Linked DNA regions of Mus musculus: regions 1, 2 and 3 are each linked to region 4. Evidence: chromatin contacts called from public ChIA-PET and HiChIP or PLAC-seq data. All regions are on one chromosome and are shown on one strand. Each heading gives the region's core, a stretch centred on a gene start, on an enhancer-like site or on the middle of the called end of the contact. The rest is flanking DNA. Distances are from core to core; before and after follow the strand shown. Region 1 has its middle 17 kb from the start of Gm46721. Region 2 has its middle 5.3 kb from the start of Gm32124. Region 3 has its middle 11 kb from the start of Gm46720. Region 4 has its middle 54 kb from the start of Gm38531.

Region 1 (4,539 bases), core at 1,850-4,349, 660 kb before region 4:
ACCTTGGAACAAGTGCCAGTCGGAAGATCATTTTCTCCGACCCTTTGCAAACGCCTGGCTGTACCCTGGCTTTCCTTCTCTCTTTTACTTGTGACAAAGGTGAAGGCCAGTGCTGCAAGTGAAATCCCTCTCCTCTTTGTCTCATCGGTATTTATTCCTCATGCTTACTGAGCCTCTGTCACGTCTCAGGGAAGGAATTCCCTCCTGAGCAGTGCAATTAGGAAGGCAATGGAGACTATTAAACATCTCTGAATACAGGTGGCAAATTGCCATGAAGCCCATCTCTGGAGCCCACCAAAGGGCTGTGAGTGAGCTGCCAATCACCGCCCACCATTCCAGCACTGCTTTATGCTTCTTTTCAATACCAGCCCCTCCAAGATTAGCTTCCTCATCCTCCCCTCCCCACATCTTGCCTCCTAAATGCATATCAATATCAGGGAGCAAGCATGAGGCAGGTGGAGCGACAAGAAATTCAAAGTAGCGAGACCAAAAGCAAGCAAGCAAGCAACTAACCAAGCAAGCAACTAACCAACTAACCAAGCAACCAACCAACTAGCTAACCAACCAACCAACCAACCAAGCAAGCAACCAACCAACCAGCTAACCAACCAGCTAACCAACCAACCAACCAACTAACCAACTAACTAACCAACCAACTAACTAAGCAATCAAAACAAGCCCCACCAGCTCCCAGGTCAGTTGGAGAAGAGCTGCCTACACACAGTCTTGTCACAGGAGATCTCTGCCCCAGGGTCCAACTTCCAGAAGTAAAAATAGTTGCCTGTGCATCTGCTATGCAAACTGTTTGGTGGCTGTCTGACATGGGTAGCCAGGAGTCTATGTTTTATTGACCCCATGTAGTGGACAAGTGCAGATGCTATGCTGAACAGTTCTCAAGGCCTATAGTGAAGGAGCAGTAGTATGCATGTGGAGAACTGACTCTCTCATTATTCTCCTCTCACCTCAGGAAATCCCCATTCTGGTCCCTTGAGAGCACTCCAGGGTGGCCCCTGTTTCGCCATGAGGAAGCTAATGAACCAACCTAACTTGGTTGGGTTTGGAGGTGGAGGTGAGGAATTATGCCCGAGGTCACACAGTCCCTGAAAGTCGAGAAAACAAACACACAGGCAGGCATAGCAGTCCGTAGCATTTCCTGGAATAAAATGTGTCGAATAGTTTCTGATTAATTTTCCATTTATCAGACATGGGAATGCCACACGGGAAGCCACGAGAAAGTCAAACTAAACAAGACCCAGGGAGCAAGGACACCATTGTACATTCCAAGTGTCAATCACTCAGAGACAAGGAAGTTCCCCTCACAGCCTGGGGGTGGCCAGTTGCAAGTGCCCATTTTTGAATTGTAGTGACCTCTCTTGTCCATACTTGGCCTCTTATAGGGAACACAGGCACCACGGAGTCCAGAGTAACTCCATTCATTTAGAAATGGTTCTTTTAAGGCTGAGAGGATGGTTTCATTGGTGAACTGTGCATGCGTAAACCCACTCCTGAGAAGGGCAGGGCCAGCAGGGCCCCTGAGCACTGTGGTCAGCCTGTCTGTGGAGCCAGGGAGCTTGGTTTCCGTAAGAGACCCCGACTCAAAAACCAAGATGGCAAGTGATTAAGGAAGACCGCTGATGCCAACCTCTGGCCTCCACATGTATGTGTACACATAAGTACATGCACACGTCCGTGCAAATATGACATAGTGTACAACATGCACACACACATATTTAAAAATCTTTTTTCTAGAAAAATCCCCAGACTTTGGACAGTTAAAAAAAAAAAAAAGAACAATGTTTCCAGAAATATCAAAACCTTGGGCACATAGGGTAGGAATGGGCATATACACCCCACAATTTGTGTTATGACAGCCATCTCTTATGAGTGTCACATGGTCACTAGCAAACAGAGACAGGAGGGAGGAGGTACCATGGACAGCCAACTGAACTGCTTGCAGTAGAGACAGTTACATGTACACACCATGGAAGTGGTCAGACCGACTCAGAGCCACACTTTTCTGTTGTTACTAAAGTGTGACATGGATGTGAAACCATGCCTCAAGTGTGGATGAGCAACCTGACAACTTCCCACAGAGCTTAGACACCGCCAAGATTACTGAAGCAACATCAGCAGGGCCCTGGGACACTCAGACGTCTCCCTCCACCCCAGTCCTGAGGTCCTCATTCTCCAGTTCAAATTTTGCGTCTGGTCGCAGGCGTCTATTTACACAGGACCATGGTTTATTTGCGTTCATTTTGCAGTGTTTCATCTCATAAATGGGCCTCATCTGAGGGCCCTTCTGTTATGGGTGGACCCCACGTGGCTTTTGGTGGAGGTTGCTACAGACATTTCTGTATTTGCTTCTAGTGCAGACCCGTGTATCCTGGGACAACCTCAGGTATAAGTAGATTTCTTACCTGTTCAGTGTAGCAAGTGGGGTAATTCTGTTATAAAGGCTACATTATTGTGTTGCAGTTTGGTCTTGATTTCTTCTGAACATTCTTTTCCCATTTCCTGAACTATCTATCTTTCTTCCTAATATCAAACTGACCTCGGGCGCAAGGATCTGAAGTTTAGTGCTCTGGGCTCAGGAGCTGAGGCCACGCTACAGTCTATGCTGTTATGAGCTGCTTCCCCTCCCACACGCCCTGGGGCCCCACGGCCAACTGTTGTCTTTAGCGGGCTCCTGGGAGTACATGGTGCCTGTGACCAAAAGTGGTATGCTTTCCAACAAAACTCAAACATTTGTGATTTTCTCAGTTATAAAAAAATTTTTTAAGGTAGATGAATTTACATTTGACTCTCTGAATCTGGCTCATTTTAATAAGCCATTTTTGTATGCAAAGGAGTGCTGACATTAGCTAGTTTTATCATACTGATTACTATGGAAACATTTATCTATAAATATAGAGCCCTTTAAAGCTTAGCCTTTTATCTTTATAGAAAAAGGCCTGTTTATGTCACTTCTAAGATCCAAGCTTTAATGTAGACATGAGCTATTCTCCTGCCAAACACGACAACCTCAGTGCTGGGGCCTGCAAGCTTTGAAAAGAGGAATTTGTGCTGAGACTATTATTTTCTGATAAAATAATAGTGCAATAAAAGTATTTTAAGATACTCACTCAAGCTTAAACTGTGGTCTGTTCAGTTCCTGTTGCTGAATTTAATGCTTTGAATGTGTTGTACATCTTTTTTTCTTCCTGAAATATATTGTCTTTACATTTTTAGCAAATGTGTCTATGGGTTTGTGTGTGTGTGTGTGTGCATGTGTGTCTGTGTCTCTCTGTGTGTGTGCATGTGTATGCGTCTGTGTATGTGTGTGTGTGTGCATGTGTGTCTGTGTCTCTGTGTGTGTGTGCATGTGTATATGTATGTGTGTGTGCATGTGTATGTGTGTGTGTGTGGGTGCATGTGTATGTGTGTGTGTGCATGTGTATGTGTCTGTGTATGTGTGTGTCTATGGGTGTGTGTGAGTGTGTGTGTGTGTGTGTCTATGGGGGTGTGTGTGTGCATGTGTCTGTGTGTGTGTGTGTGTCTATGGGTGAGTGTGAGTGTGTGTGTGTGTGTCTATGGGTATGTATGTGTCTATGTGTGTGTGTCTATGGGTGTGTGTGTGTGCATGTGTATGTGTGTGTGTGTCTATGGGTGTGTGTGTGTGTGAGCTTGCAAGTCTTCGTGAGGCCGAATGGAAGTGATTTGTTTCTCAGCCCCTTTGCTTTGCTTTACTGAAGGATTTTTCTTCTTAAAAACTCTTGTAAAAGTCAGATGTGATGATGTAATATATCTGTATCACTGTCGTTTCTTTTAGTTTTCCTCTCTCACTAAAACATATTTGACACATGGTCTTTCACAAAAACATATTTATCTGATACACGGTCTCACGTAGAGCGGACTAGTTTCCAAGTTGCCCCGTAGCTGAGAAGAACTGCAGACTCCTGGTTCTTTTGCTCTATCTTCCCAAATGCTGGGATCATAGGCTCGTGTTGCCATGCCTGCGATATGCCATGCTGGGCATCAAATCCAGGGCTTCTGGAACTGTAGACCTGCGTTCTACTAACCGCTTCATTATCATTCCTAAGGCACGCTAATTTCAATAGTTAGAAGATAGTCAGTTATGGAGGCACATACCTTTAATCCTAGCACTTGGGAGGAGGCAGATCTTTGTGAGTTCAAGGTCAGCCTGGGATACATAGAGAGTTCTAGGTCAGCCAGGGCTTCATAGTGGGATCTTGTCCCCCACCACCAGGGGAAAAATGAAAGAAAGAAAGAGAGGGGGGGGAGGGAGGGAGGAAGGAAGAAAGAAAGGAAGAAAGGAAGGAAGAAAGAAAGAAAGAGAAAGAAAGAAAGGAGGATGTTTTTAAGAGAAAAAAAAAACCCCAAGTATAAAATAAGAATTTGTCCTTGGCTCTGGGCTCTTGATGTTTTCCTGACTTTCAGAGGTGGTGGGCAAGGGACCCAGATCGAGTGATGAAGACCACGAGTGGCAGGGTCCATTTCCCTTTCAAGAAAATAAGCACACCTTTATCCAAACCTCGTAAC
Region 2 (4,883 bases), core at 1,449-3,948, 640 kb before region 4:
TTCTTCAACCAAGGCCAGTCGGGCTGTTGAGAGAAGGGGAGGGTGGGTTTTCCAAGACAATGGTAGCAGAAAGATTCTGCTGCGGTTGCTTGGACAGTGACCACAATTTAAATCAAGATCAGACACGTAGCAAATTGACAGGTGTTTCTAGACACTGGCCTGTGTCAACATCAGGTGACTTCACAATGGCCTTGCTTCTAAATGGACAACAGGCACTCTTGCCTGGCGTATGTCCCCGTGCCACCCAGTGCCACCCAGTGCCAACAGGTATCACCTTGCCCAGAAGGCAGATTCCAGACTATTGCATGAATGGATTATAGTGTTTCTACTTTTTTGTTTTATAGCTTTATTTTTATCGTATGAAAATTTTGCCTTCTTATATGTCTGTTTGCCATGTGGGTGCCTGGTCCCTGTGGAGGTCAGAAAAGTGCGTAAAATACTCTGGAAAAAGAATTACAGGTGGCTGTGAGACACCCTGTGGGTGCTGGGAATCAAACCCAGGTCCTCTGATAGAGCAGCCAGTGCTCTTAACTGCTGAGCCATCTTCCCAGTAACCCTAGGCTCAGTGTTTTTACTGTGCATATAGAGACTTCTGCTCTGCTTTCTTTCCTTTCTTCCTTGGTGAAGCAGAAATGTAGTGGTTTATAGAAACAGTGACGTTCAATATTCTCCCTTCCCTCTTCCCTCCCTCTCTCCCTTCCTCCTTGTCTTCCTTTTCCTCCTCCCCTTTCTCTTCCCCTTTCTCTTCCTGTCTCTCCTCCTCCTTTTCCTTCCCGTCTCTTCCCCTTGCTCCTCCTCTTCCCTTCTTTCTCCTTTCTCTGCTCTGGTCTGTTCTATGCAAGCAGCTTTTCTTGTCCACACCCATCCTGCCATGCTTTTCTGCCTCTTATAGGTCCAGAGAGATGGAACAAGTGACCATGGCCCGAAATCTGAATCTGTGAGCCACAATACATGAAGTTTCCTTTATGCTGACTTTCTTAGGTTGGCACAGTAAAAAGATGCTGCCCAGAACGGGAGGTCTGTCTAGGAATCTCTGTGTCTTCACTGTGCAGCCATCCCTTGGGCTCCTATGTCTCACTCTCTGTCAGATCCGGCAGGTGTGGCAGAAGTCACCAGGAGCTTGGCCATGGAAACTGCCCCTGTAAGGATGGAGCTTCCGAGCGACACTGCACTGAAGGATCAGGAGGCCTCCGTTGCTTCTGCAGGCATCGAGGGGGGAATACTCTTTCTGCTCCTTTCTAGCTTGCTGGCTCAGGGCTCCTTCTTCCTTTGTTTTACAAAGCACACCACTCCAGTCTCCAGTCCCCTGTCCCTTCTCTGTGTTCTGACCCTCCTGCATCCATCCCTCTTCCACAGAGGATCTTCCGAGCTAAGGCAGCACAGTCTCCCCATCTCTTTAAACTTAATTCCACCTGCACATTCTCTAATGAGGGGGAACTTTTGCTAACTTCTGAAGGTGTCAGCCTCCCTGAAGGTCATTAATCTAAGAAATTGCTCTCAGGGAATTTTTAAGGATAATTACTGGAACCCACAGACATGAACAGCATGGGAGGGTGGGTGTGGACCCTTTGACTTCTGGGCTGTAGCTTTTCATTAAAAGAATTTTTTTTTTTGGAGTAGAAATGTTTGAAAAGCATTATCACGCTCATATTTACAGTATAGAAAGACCACAGAAAGTCCTACAACCTTCCCTAGGAAGGTTATAAAGGGCACGGATACATGGAAATTGACTTTTTGTTTTTTTAAAGCAATGTCTGTTTGGATGCATGGGTAGAGCACGGATGTTCATTTCCACCCCCTCCCCCTGTTCCCTTCTACCTTATTGCCTACTCAGTTCCCAGAAATCCTTAATTTGCTTTGTGCAGGACTTAAACTCTATCAGATGTCTTCTCCATATGAATTTATGCTGCAACCACTCTGTCCAAGTGACAAGATTAAGTGACAAGACATTTGCTCGACAGTGCTTCTCAGAGTGCAGACAATGACTTGATTAAGGAGTGCGTTATGTATGCTTTGGATGTGACTGTGCCCCCAGGCCCGGGCATCTGAACACCCGTTCCCAGCTGGTGGTCCTGTGGGGGGAGATACGGAGCCTTCAGGAGACGAAGCTTCTCTGGAGGAAGTGGGTTGCTTTTGGGGCGGACCTCGAGGTTTGTGACCTGACCCCACTTCCTGCCTGCTGGTGTGTGGAGAGGTGAAGACTCTCAGCCGTACCCTCTGCTCCCCCAGCAGTGAATTCCTCGCCTTTCCCTCTGTACCCTTTCAAACCATGAGCCCCAAAGAGCCATTCCTCCTTTTAAGTAGCCTGTTTGCCAGAGTGATAAGAACTGGTCCAGAAGACATTCAGGAACAGCTAAAGCATTTTAAAGAGAATACAGGCTGCAGGAGGCTCTGTACAACTAAGAATCAGATTCCGGACACGCTCTGTGTTGGCTCTCACTCTACAGACACAACGAGTGTATTGTTAGCAGCCCTGCAGCTGCTTTGTCAGGTACCTGGGCTGGGACAGAACAGTGGGCTTGAAGGCACTGACTCCGCAATCAAAGTGAGGGAAGAGGTCCCGAGGTCTGAGGAACACCCAAGGGACAAGAGAGAGGATGGACATCTCTTTGGCAGCTTGGTGTCTACTCTGCACACTGAAACCATCCCAGGTCTGACTCAACAAAGTACCAGCACGGAGTCATCCGACCACTTCCTGGGTTTTCCCCCTCAAAGCTTTCACACCCAGCGTTGGCCTGCACTCCACCCTGCCAGAGGATGAGCTCAGCAGGCTGCGCAGGCGCGAAGGCCTGACAGACTGCTATGTAATGGTCCCCGGGGGCACCGGGCTTCCATCCCTGGAGGCAGGAGATGGAAGAGGGTTTGAACAACAGCAATTAGCTGGGGATTTTCTCCGTGTCTTGGTGAGAAACATCTGACCTCGAAACAAGTCTTTCTTTGGTGAAGAAGGGCGGTGTGTGCCTTACAGGAAACTCAAACATGACTTCAGAACATTACACACTGGATTAGGCAGAAGGGCACATGTGTGGCACCAGGGGGTGGGGTGGGGGGAGCTCGCCTCTGATTTTTAGAGCAGAAATACAACCGGAGCTTGAGTGAGGTTGTCAGCGGGGAAGCTTAGGCATGCTCCAGTCTGAGGGTCTTAGGCACTCACCGTTGGCAGATCACCGCGCCAGCCCTTCCTCCCCACCCCTTATTTCCTTCTTCTGCCAGCTTGCGCTCTCTGTTCTTCCCTATTTAAATATTTCTTCCTACTCAGAGCCCTGTAAGCACTTCATCACCAAAGTCTTTGATCTAGGAACAATAGCAGCCGTTTGAACAGCAGAAGAGAAACACTTGTTACATAATTTTACTTTCTCTCCAGACTTTGAACATATATCACCAAGTCAGGAAAACCTAGAGTGAAAGTTTCCAGGGCCGACCACACTCCAACCACACCCCGCCCAAGGCCCGACCACACCCTGATCAAGGCCCACCACGACTGACCACGCCCCAAACACGCCCCAACCTCCCCTGGCCTGCCTGCCTTTACATAGTGTTTTTATTTCTCACTCAGTTTGGTCACACTTTTCTGAGGCTAATTATGCACCGGCCTTGCAATCTTTACAAGATTTGCACATGACAAATTCTGATTTGCTTGTTACGCAGGGAAGGCAATCTTCAAGATGAAGCTTCATAAATAACCAAAAGGAAGACTTTTACACTCAACAGTAAAGCTAATTTATACTCACGAAAATTTTTTTTCTCCCACCATGCATTATACAGTGTCAGGCATAATATTTTAATCCCTACACTTTAGCACACATTTCAGCCTTCCTGGCTTTGATTGACCTATGGCGTCTCACTGCATCTTCATGGATTGTGGGACACAGAGGGCGGCAGCATATTATGGGCTGGAATGTGTTATTTTTCCACCTCTAAGTCTCCCTCACTTTCTTACATGGACACACACACACACACACACACACACACACACACACATACACAGATGATTATATTTAATGGTTTCCAAACTAAAATGACATCCCAGTCTCTTCTCTTACCTACCTGCTCTCCATTGGTTGTGCAAGCCTAAGTCCACCTATCAAAAGCAGCTCCAACAGTGTTTACCCAGCGAGTGGTGCACACCAACAATCTAAATATAGACACCATCTTTCCAAGTCCGCACCATGAAGCACTTTCAGTGACCCACCAGGTAAAGATGTGTCCCCACCAACAAGGTGCGAAGAGATCTGGTCTCTAGAAATTAGCACTGCTAATTAGCACATGACCTTAGGAGACAACATGACCTTCAGCAGAATATTATCTGTCTTGTTTCTTAGATTATGAAGAGAAAGGATAGGGAAGTGCTTGGAAGCCAGTGTGGATACTTAGATCTCTCACGTAGGCAACTTGAAAGGCCAACTGTGTCCATGGTTGAAAAACATTTCTTTGAGCTGTTTTCTTGTTTTGAGTCAGATCTTAATGAAGCTCGGGCTGGCCTCAAACTCACTATATGGGGTTTTTTTTTTTTTTTGGTTTTTCGAGACAGGGTTTCTCTGTGCAGCCCTGGCTGTCCTGGAACTCACTTTGTAGACCAGCTGGCCTTGAACTCAGAAATCCGCCTGCCTCGGCCTCCCGAGTGCTGGGATTAAAGATGTGCGCCACCACGCCCGGCTTGGATATTGGCCTTTGAACTCTAAAGCTTCTTTCTGCTTCTACCTCCCTGGTGCTGGGACTACTGAGGCGCACACTACCAGGTCCAGAATAAGCTATTTTTAAAACTTGTTGTAACTGACGTTGGAGAGGGATACTCCTGAGCTGAGTGTCCTAGGCACAGGGCAGCAATTCCTTCTCTTTCAATCCTAGGATCCAGACTTGACTGCTTCTGCATTTGGAAGGCA
Region 3 (4,401 bases), core at 258-2,757, 510 kb after region 4:
AACTTGCCGAAACGAAAGACTTGGGAGCACTCAGCCCTAAATGGCACGTCTCCAGCAATCCCCTTCTCTCAAGGCCAGGGATCTGTGCAGAAGAGGAGGTGGAGAGATTGGAAGAGGCAGGGGTGGCAGATGACTGTAAGAAAACTGCATCTTCCAGACCCAACAAGGTTGATGCACACATGAACTCACAGAGACTGCCACAGCATGTTAGACCTGCGACCTGCACAGTTTCAAACCAGACAAAATCCCAGCACTGAGAAGGAGAAGCACACACAGAGTCCCATCCCTAACCAAGAAGATGTTCACAATTAATATCTGCTGGTGAAGGAAAATCCATTTTCTCCAGAGGGATATGTCACTGGTTATATCAATTCTGCTCCAGGGCATATTCTATGCCCAACAGCAGCTGGCCAACACAAAACAGACCCCAGTGTATGTGTGTGTGTGTGTATAAAATAGGTATATACATAAAATATATTCTGATAATACCATTATAAAAATATATTTAGAAACAGTTCCTTCATGTACATATAATTGTCCAGAAGACACAACTGCAAATTAATGAGATGTTTGTATAATTTTTACATAAATTATTAAGTCTTGGCTGAATGACTCTTCAGGAAACATGGCATCCTCAGTCTCCTTCAGGGCTGCTTGATAGTTGGATATTCACAATCATCAACGCTGAGAATATCACTTTGCATAAATACTTACCACAAAAATGGCAGTAATGTGCTCAAGACCATTTCAGAAATCAGTGGAAATCCTATTCGGACTCCAAGCCAAAATTTATATGATGAATTGTGAAATAACTTAAGCCAGCAAAACAAAGCACAATTCAAAAATCAAACATTTTAATGCAATACGATCCAAAGATAAAGTAATTTCACACAAGCTAGAAAAGGTGGACATGTCGAGAGCTTCACTTTTTCATAATTAGACCGTCATGCTTATGCTGGAGTGGAAAACTTTGTATGTACATTCAACACTGCTACTCAGAGCACACAATAGTCTTAACTCTGAGTCAAGGTGTTTCAGCAGAGTTCATCATCACTGCCTGGCAAGGGAGCATGCACAGGGCAAAGTTCACTGCTGTGTGTTCAGAATCCGGGCTTCAGTGGGGTCACCGATGCCACAGGTCACTATGCCAAAAATACCCCAGAATCATGATGCACCAGGATTTTGAACTAAATTCTAGTTGTTATACATTCAGAAATTTTGAAGAGTTGGCCACTTTTTTTTTCTGACTTCCATGTGGATTGCAGGATTCCCTATGGGTCCCATGTCCTATAGTTTTAAAAGATATTCTCTTTAAAAGTCCAGGGTAGGTTAATGTTTAATACTAACTACTGCAGATAAAAGCACAGCGCAAACTCAAGCATGGCTTTGAAATTCTCCAGAGAACGTGGAGAGATTACAGCAGAAACACAAACCAGCCTTTTGTGCCTACATGCCCCTTATAGGAACAGCTACTTCTTACACAAACACTCGGAGGGGCCCAGAAGAGAAACTGAAAGAACACGGCCGTTCTGAGAGCATGCGCAGTGGGGACAGCATTCAGCGCTGAGTCCACAGCTTCTGAAACTATCGAACAGTTTTTGTCTGTTTTTCATGGTAAGCCACAAGCACTAGAAGATTTAATTGTCTGGGCTTCCTGTTCCCCTCAGCAGGTGTTGGTGTTAGGAAGATTGCTGCTCTAAGATCGTGCTGTATGTCTGCAAACAGGTTTCTAAGGACTGTGAGTTTTACAGTAAAATATCCTCAAATTTCAAGCTGCCTTAAACACACCCAAGTTTGGCTCTGCAAAGTTAACTCCCTCTGAGATCTGCTACTTGAAAATGATAGCCAGTCTTCTTCTACTTTCTCCTACAGCACGGGAAAGATGTCCATATAGTCATGTCTTATAGCACCAAATTACCCAACATTTCCTGTATTATTATTATTCAGCTGAAGCCATGTTGTCCTCCAGTCAGAGTGGGAAGCCCTCCTCACTGAAGAAGTACAACCCAAGGCTTAAGCACCATCCATTGTCCTGGTTTGGTTTAGTTATCTGAGAAGAGTTAAGGAAATGCCTTCATAGATTGGCCCATAGGCAAGTAGGTGTGTGGGGCATTTTTCAGAGTAAAGATTGATGTGTAAGGGTGCAGGGCACTATGGGGAATGCCACTCTTGAGAAGCTGCTTCTGTGCTGATAAAGCAAGCTGATTTACTAAAAGGATCAAGCCACTAGCCAATGAGTATTCATAGCTTCTGCTTCAGTTCCTACCTCTAAGTTGTGCTTTGAACTCTTGTCTTGTCTTCCCTCAATGGACTGTGACCAGGACATGTAAATCAAATAAACTTTTTCCTCCACAAGCTACTGTGGGTCATGGTAATAAAAACCTCAATTCTTTTCTGCGTTAGCCTCTTTGTCATAGACCCAGCTGTCATCCTTGCCCTGACAAAAGTCAATTTACAGGGGTATTTATTTTAGCCCACAGTTCCATGTTAGCAGCCCATCATCAAAGGAAAGTTAAGGCATGAACTTTAAAAACTAGTCATTTCTGTAGTGAAGAACAGAGAGAGAGAGAGAGAGAGAGAGAGAAAGAGAGAGAGAGAGAGAGAGGGGGGAAGAGAGAGGGAGGGAGAGAGAGAGAGGGGGAGGGAGAGAGAGAGAGAGAGAGAGGGAGATGGAGAGAGAGAGGGAGAGAGAGAGAGAGAGAGAGAGAGAGAGAGAGAGAGAGAGAGAGAGAGAGAGGGAGGGAGAGAGAGAGAGAGAATGCATGAGATCCAACTGCTCAGCTCACTTTCTACACTCTTGCACATTCCAGGAACCAAGCATAAGGAATGATGGATGCCACCCTCAGTGCACTGTCTTCCCACTGCAATTAAAACAATGAAGAAAATCCTCCACGGGCACACACAGGTGCCAATGCTATCTAGACCATGCCTGATTGAGACTCTAGTCTCAGATTAGCCATGCGTGTGTCATGTTGACAGTCCTCCAGAAGACCATGGCACATGGTACATGACAGTGCTCTCCAAGCCAGCCAGGTATTGTTATGCTTTGCCTTGGAAATCGTTTTTCCAGGGTTTAAAAAAAAATCAGCAAGTCCACTACCCACTCACTTCATGAAACGTATCTCCTTGAATTAGAATCTCTTAGTTCACTGGTGTCCTGAAACTCTGTATTTCAAGCAAGTTGATAGATTGCTGCAGCATAGCCTTTTGTACTCTGAAGCCTCATGCAGCCTTAATGAACTCCTGCAGCTTCTGGCAGAGTATAAAGATGTTCATAGGGATTAGAGCCCCTGTGCCCTGATCCAAGCTGGTCATCATGGGGCCACCAATCCTCCTACACAGCTTGGGAGCAGTGGGAGTGTTCACATGGGACACAAACGTTGTATTCTAGTCATTTCTATGTTGGTAAAGTATTCTGTGCCCTTTGGGCAGAGGAATATTTCAATTATCACCTAACTTGATTCTATAAAGTTCAAATTGTCCTGGGAATTAATTTATAATCTCATAAAACTTATGATAGCGATTCACCAAGAGATGCATGGATCTGTGTGAATGTCAAATTTGAGATGATACCTTAAATAAATACATTTTTTAAATTAAATATTTGAGTTTCAAATTATAGCCCCACCCTGATCATCAAAGACTTTGTTTTCAAAAGAATGCCTTGATGTTATTTGAAACTATCATTTTTTTTTGTCTTCCTTAAGTATGTCAAAGTTTTTTTAGGAACCGATAAGACTTGGGATCCCCATGGTCTATAATCAAAACACAAAACGCTTGCAGTAGGTTAGGTCTGAAACCTGCTGTTCCCTTTCCCAGTCTTTCCTATTCAGTTCAAATGTTCAACTGTTTAGCAGGCTCAGATAACTTAATCAGTGAAGCGCTTATTTTTGGCATTCTCACATTCCAAATTAAAATTACATTATATTTTTTTTGGGATAACCCCCCACCAGTACCATCTGTGAATTGAATGGTGTCATTACATCAAAGTACTGCAATTAGAACAATAGGGTAAAATTAATGCCAATGTTAAATACAGATGTGCCAAATATGATGGGTAGTTGATACACAATTCAAATTGACAGCCACGTGCAATGTGGAAAGTATCCAGGCATAACCCCAGATCCAGTTGGCCAATGGATGTCATGATTGCTTCACAGAGAACATATTTAAAAGAGCTTTATTTGGCAGTAAGAAAAAGTTAGTCTGAAAAGACCATGGTCTATCCTAGGTTACTCATGCAAAGCTCTCATTATCCTAGAATAAAAATGGGTCCAAAGAAGATAATACAAAGGATGAGAAGCATCGCACAACCACACAACCAAATCCAAACCTTTCCTCTGTTTAGGGATATATATATATCACGGTGGACCATGTGACATTACTCATCTAATGGCAACA
Region 4 (4,870 bases), core at 461-2,960:
TAATGCTAACCTACGAAGTGTCCATGGTACCCTTCAATGGAAAGAAACAGCCATGCTCACTTGGATGGTGTGAATGCCATTCTTGTGAAATACTGTAAATAGTAATTCATAAGAGGGTGACTTTTTTATTGCTTCTACATTGATAACATGCCTGTGAAGACTTATGTTATCCTGCTGAGCTTAAGCGAGACAGGAGAGGAATGTGTGCATTCATTTAAACATCCGCATCTATGATAATAAAACCTCTTTGTCATCAGATCCTTTCCTATGGTTCCCAGCATTCACTGACTTCCAGAGCCCTTACCCATGGCGTGGGTATTTCATTACTTTACTTTTTAACCTCTCCCATTGCTTTCCTGAAATCCTGAGGGTGGAGATGTGTGCATAATACATCACTGGCTTGATAGTTTAGTGAAACTGTCTCTTTGGCCATGGAAGAGTGAATGGTAGGGACCAGGGCCTGCAAATTGATGTTGGTGAGGATTGGGCCACAGGTTGCTTGGCTGTGTTTGTCTGTGGCTTCTTTCTCAACTCAGTAAAAATGTCAAGTTCACATATAAAGACTATTTGTACACATAAATATAGACTTCCCTCTGTGTCCATTTCATAGAATCAGAAATCCTAGTCACCATAAAAATTACTCTTTACGTGTCTTGGGGTTTTTAAAATATTTTGTCAGGCATAGTAGGAACATCAGGGAAGGCCACAGGGCTCGAGGTTAGGTATGTGTAGTGGAAGATTATCCACTGACAATAATTACAAATTACACTGAGCTAACCCCTCCATAAACCCAGGAGTTGATGGTCAATAACTGGCACAGCCCCAACTGCCATCAATGCTAAAGTTAATTTTCTATTCATATAAATAAATTAAAGCTTAATGGTGGGATGACAACACTAGAAAGAGACTCTATGCTGCAGCTAACTTATGCCGAATTTGGAGTTATACTGAAATTCTGCAACAGATGAATTTGAGTCACATGCTTTAAAATTTTTTAAAGATTTATTTTTATGTGTATGAGAGCTTGCCTGCATGTATGTAAGAACAGCACATGTGTGTAGAGTATCTGAGGAGACCAGAAGAGAGCACTGATCCTCTGGAGCTGGAGATGCAGGTGGTTAAGAGCTGCGATGTGTGTGCTGGGAACTGCAACCCAGGTGCTTGTAAAACTACGAGTTCTCTTACTCACTGAGCCACCTCTCCAGCCCCTCAATATTTTAGTTTTAGAGAAAGGAGTCCTATGTGGTAAACTGCTTCCCCAATCCCCAATCTATCCCTGACATAAAATTAAGACAGACAGATGGACAGATAGACAGATTCTCTACCAACACTGGGAAGATGGCTTTAGTTTTGAGATACACCAGGCAGCCTCCTGGGCCAGACACAAAGCTCTGCTGCTTGGGACTAAGCTTTGTGCAACCTGAAGACTTGGGGGCCAGACAGCCAAGCCATTCACATTTTGCAATTATTAAGGGGGAAGGAATTTGGAAAAGACCAATAGAGTTTTATAAATTTTGTGAATACTGTTAATATAGTCACTTTATTATTTTGTGTAGTGTCAAAATTCTTTTCAAGTATATATGATCAGCAAGACCCCCTTTTTGTTCTCTTATTAAGAGATTCTTCACCCTTGTATCTCGTTGACACCATGAGCTACGATTTATTTATAATCTAATGTACTTACTGCCTCTTATCCGTAGCCACACTTCCTTCCTGTATGTAATGTTGTCAGTTTTGGTTTCTTTTAAAGGAGGGGATGGCCCCACACTGTTTCTCTCTGCTGATTCCTTGGTTCTCTATTTATTTCATATAAGGAGCTGCTTGGCTTGGTGGGTGCACTGTAATAGCCCTAGTGACCAGTTAGGTTGGTTTTTGTTTTTTGTAGTCTTGGCGAGGTTCATTTACTTAAGCCTGGGACTGAAGTGGTCGCTATGTGTAAGTTCAGTCAGGGCCACTAAGACCTGCTCCAAACCAGGGAGCTCTCTTGCCTCCAGAGTCCCGAGGGCCTCCTGGATGTCAGTGGAGGCTTGCAGGCCCTCAAGGAAGACAGCCCAGGGAGGCAGCTGAGGTCCGGGGAGAGCGATCACAGAGAGGCCCATTACCCTAGAGAAAATAGAACCTTCCATTCCACCCACGAGAGGCGCAGGAAGCCTTCCATCTAGTCTAGGAGAGGCAACCAGGCTCAGCCTCCAGAATCAGTTTTCTCTTTGTTTAACTGATGGTCTCTGTACCTGTTGGGTTGTGAGGGTCCATATGCAACTGTGTATTGAGATTGTTGAAGCATCTAAGTGTGAACTAGGCTTGCTATCATCAATAACCTTTACTGACTAAATTCACGTACTGAGACTTGAATTGTTGAAACTAAACATAGATAGAGATTAAAGGAAGTAACCATGGAAAAGCTCTGTGCTTTTATCCTCAGAGTTCCTGATAATATTCTGTCAAAGACATTTATTGTTGGTATCCGATATGGAGCAAGCACATACAGTGTTCATAGTATGATGCAACCAGAGTACACGGAAAACAAATGGTCGTGCTTTCATCAGACAGACATGTAAAGCAGGATTTGGGAGGCTGAGCTTGTAAGGTCAGGAGACAGACTCCGGGTCTTGGCACTTCTGTTTCATGTGGAGACCCGCAGTTAATATGGTTGTTGTTGAAACTTAAAACAGTTGTATTAGCAGCTTGATTGAGAGGGGGAAGAGACGTAGAATAAACAAAAGTATGTATTTTTGAAACAGCCTAATTGTGTACAGTTTATTTCCTTCCCTGGTGCCCTCCAATCCATCAAACAGAAAAACAGACCAATTTATTGTATTAGAGCATATAAACTGTTAGGGAAGTATAACTCGCAGGCCAGGCGGGGTGCGGTGGGGGGAGCGGCTGCCGTTGAACAATTCTCCATTGTTCCAAGGTTATGGCATAGCTGCTTGCCTGTTGCATTCAATCAACTCGGGTAAATTCTCCTTTGGAGGATAGGATGACTAACTTACACCTTAGAAAACATTCCTTCCCTGCAGTGGTTGTGGGACTCCCAGGGGCCTGGGAAAGTTCAGCTTTGAGAAGGGAAAGAGGTCCCCTTTGTCCCCCCACACCAGTCTGCTATCTCCATCCTTTCCTCTGCTACAGCCCAGCGAAGCTTCCAGGCAGTCAGAGCTAATTGCGGCTCGCTCAGGAAAGTCTTCATTAGTGTCGCCCGCCACACATGGTCACCAGATGTGTGGCCAGGAGGGACAGCAGGGCGAGGCATCCAGAGGAGAACAGCTAGGAGATCCGTTTGAAAGCTTCCTAAGCCGTCTTTGTTTCCAGGTGTATTGTGTTAGAGACACGGGTGGCTGGGGACTTGAGGAAGATGAACCGCCTTCCAGTTCAGTCCTGCTCTGGGCTATGAATGGGACTCTTTGTTCTCTTCAAAGCCCTGAGACTTTGTTGGTGACTGTCAATGGTGGAGATGTTTCACTTTCTTTATGAGAGGAAATGAAAATGTACCGTGTTATCAAAGTCGGGCTATCTGGGATTTGATAACACAAAGTTAGGGACTAAGTTTAAGACACAGACTAAGCCTTAAAAATTGTATGTGTGACCTCTAAGAAAACAGTCTTCAGGGAAGGGTACATGTGGCAGTTGGTAGTGTGTGCATTACATAACCATGAGAACATGAGTTCAAATCCCCATCTTCCATTTTGGAGGTAGGTGTGGTGGCTTGGGCTTGTTTCTCCAGTGCTGCAGAGGTGGAGACCGGAGGGTCCTGGCGCTTACCAGCCAGCAGCCAGCCTGGCCAAACGGATCAATATAGATCTGTTCAGAAAATAAAGTGGACCAGGATTGAAGACTATAATTTGGATTCAATCTCTGGCCTGCGCAAACACACACACACACACACACACACACACACACACACACACGAGAGAGAGAGAGAGAGAGAGAGAGAGAGAGAGAGAGAGAGAGAGAGAGAGGCAGACAGACAGACTTGGTTTTGTTTTTGTATTTGCATGTACATGTCATGCATGTATTTGTGTGAGTGTTCATATGTGTGCAGGTTCATGTGTATGTACCTACTTTGTGAAGGTCTGAGATTGACCAGGTCTTTCCTGAGCTACCCGTCCCTTTTGTACACTGAGGTAGGGACTCTCTTTGAGCCCAACATTTAGACAAGTCTGGCTAGTCAGATGTTCTCCACCTCCCAGGTGTTGGGGTTACAAGTGGCCGCCATCTCCACTGGGCTTTTATGTGGGTTTGGGGATCTGAACCCAGTCCCTGCTCTTGTGCAGCAGACAGCCTCTGGCTGAGCCATCTTCCATGCTTCATAAACAAGGTCTTCAGATTACAAGTGCCCCATGATTGAAAACAGAAGATTTCTCTCTAGCATTTGTTCTTTCCTGTTAGGGATCTGTCTGTCCAGCATGCTCCCCATTCAGTGAGTGGTACTTCCACTATCAGCAAAGAGTGCTTACTCTGGGCCCTGGAACTTAACTGATTCATATGTTTTATTTGTTGTTAAATTTCCTGCAGGTTAGGTTTTATTATCCAAACTCTTGAGAGATTATACAAAGTCACAAGAATTTCTGTTTCTAAAGAGTCTCCATTGCCATCTTATAATATGCTCAGCTGCCTCGAATTTGCACGTAGGTTATTTCAGAAGGCCAGTGAGATCCAGCTTCGAAGCTTCTGGTCCTCCAAATGGAGTTTTTTGATGCTGCAGCAGACTGAAACTTTCACAGTGGCCCCATGAATTGGGTTACCATGGAAAGCCTGTGAGCTTTAGGCATTGTTTTTCATTTGGTGTCTGAATTGATACCTTAAAAGAACTTCACTTCGGGTTCATCTTTTACATTTCATTGTACTTTTTATAAGTTAGATACAATGGGGC

Evidence for each region. ChIA-PET counts read pairs in DNA pulled down with a chosen protein or histone mark. HiChIP or PLAC-seq counts read pairs in DNA pulled down with a chosen protein or histone mark.
Region 1: an H3K27ac HiChIP or PLAC-seq map of large pre-B cells shows a contact between it and region 4, with 6 times the contacts expected there. The contact joins two enhancer-like sites. A contact is called at or near these places in 3 of 115 datasets of contacts at active chromatin or transcription factors (embryonic basal ganglia, embryonic stem cells and large pre-B cells) and 1 of 9 other capture datasets (embryonic stem cells).
Region 2: an RNA polymerase II ChIA-PET map of memory CD8 T cells shows a contact between it and region 4, with 16 read pairs. The contact joins two enhancer-like sites. A contact is called at or near these places in 3 of 115 datasets of contacts at active chromatin or transcription factors (embryonic stem cells and memory CD8 T cells) and 1 of 9 other capture datasets (embryonic stem cells).
Region 3: an RNA polymerase II ChIA-PET map of effector CD8 T cells shows a contact between it and region 4, with 6 read pairs. The contact joins two enhancer-like sites. A contact is called at or near these places in 2 of 115 datasets of contacts at active chromatin or transcription factors (effector CD8 T cells and large pre-B cells) and 1 of 9 other capture datasets (embryonic stem cells).

What each region holds. Positions count from the first base shown.
Region 1 is chr6:144,925,896-144,930,434 of GRCm38.p6, reverse strand. No RefSeq gene overlaps it. Among named protein-coding and RNA genes, the nearest start is that of Gm46721, 17 kb to the left of the region's middle. Within about 2 kb of position 3,099, at least 9 of the 459 cell types and tissues checked have an H3K27ac peak or open chromatin away from gene starts, as enhancers often do.
Region 2 is chr6:144,900,621-144,905,503 of GRCm38.p6, reverse strand. No RefSeq gene overlaps it. Among named protein-coding and RNA genes, the nearest start is that of Gm32124, 5.3 kb to the right of the region's middle. Within about 2 kb of position 2,698, at least 178 of the 459 cell types and tissues checked have an H3K27ac peak or open chromatin away from gene starts, as enhancers often do. A contact at or near this core is called in memory CD8 T cells, where this site is marked.
Region 3 is chr6:143,748,552-143,752,952 of GRCm38.p6, reverse strand. No RefSeq gene overlaps it. Among named protein-coding and RNA genes, the nearest start is that of Gm46720, 11 kb to the left of the region's middle. Within about 2 kb of position 1,507, at least 136 of the 459 cell types and tissues checked have an H3K27ac peak or open chromatin away from gene starts, as enhancers often do. A contact at or near this core is called in effector CD8 T cells, where this site is marked.
Region 4 is chr6:144,262,866-144,267,735 of GRCm38.p6, reverse strand. It overlaps a transcript of Sox5 not described here. Among named protein-coding and RNA genes, the nearest start is that of Gm38531, 54 kb to the right of the region's middle. Within about 2 kb of position 1,710, at least 51 of the 459 cell types and tissues checked have an H3K27ac peak or open chromatin away from gene starts, as enhancers often do. A contact at or near this core is called in effector CD8 T cells and memory CD8 T cells, where this site is marked.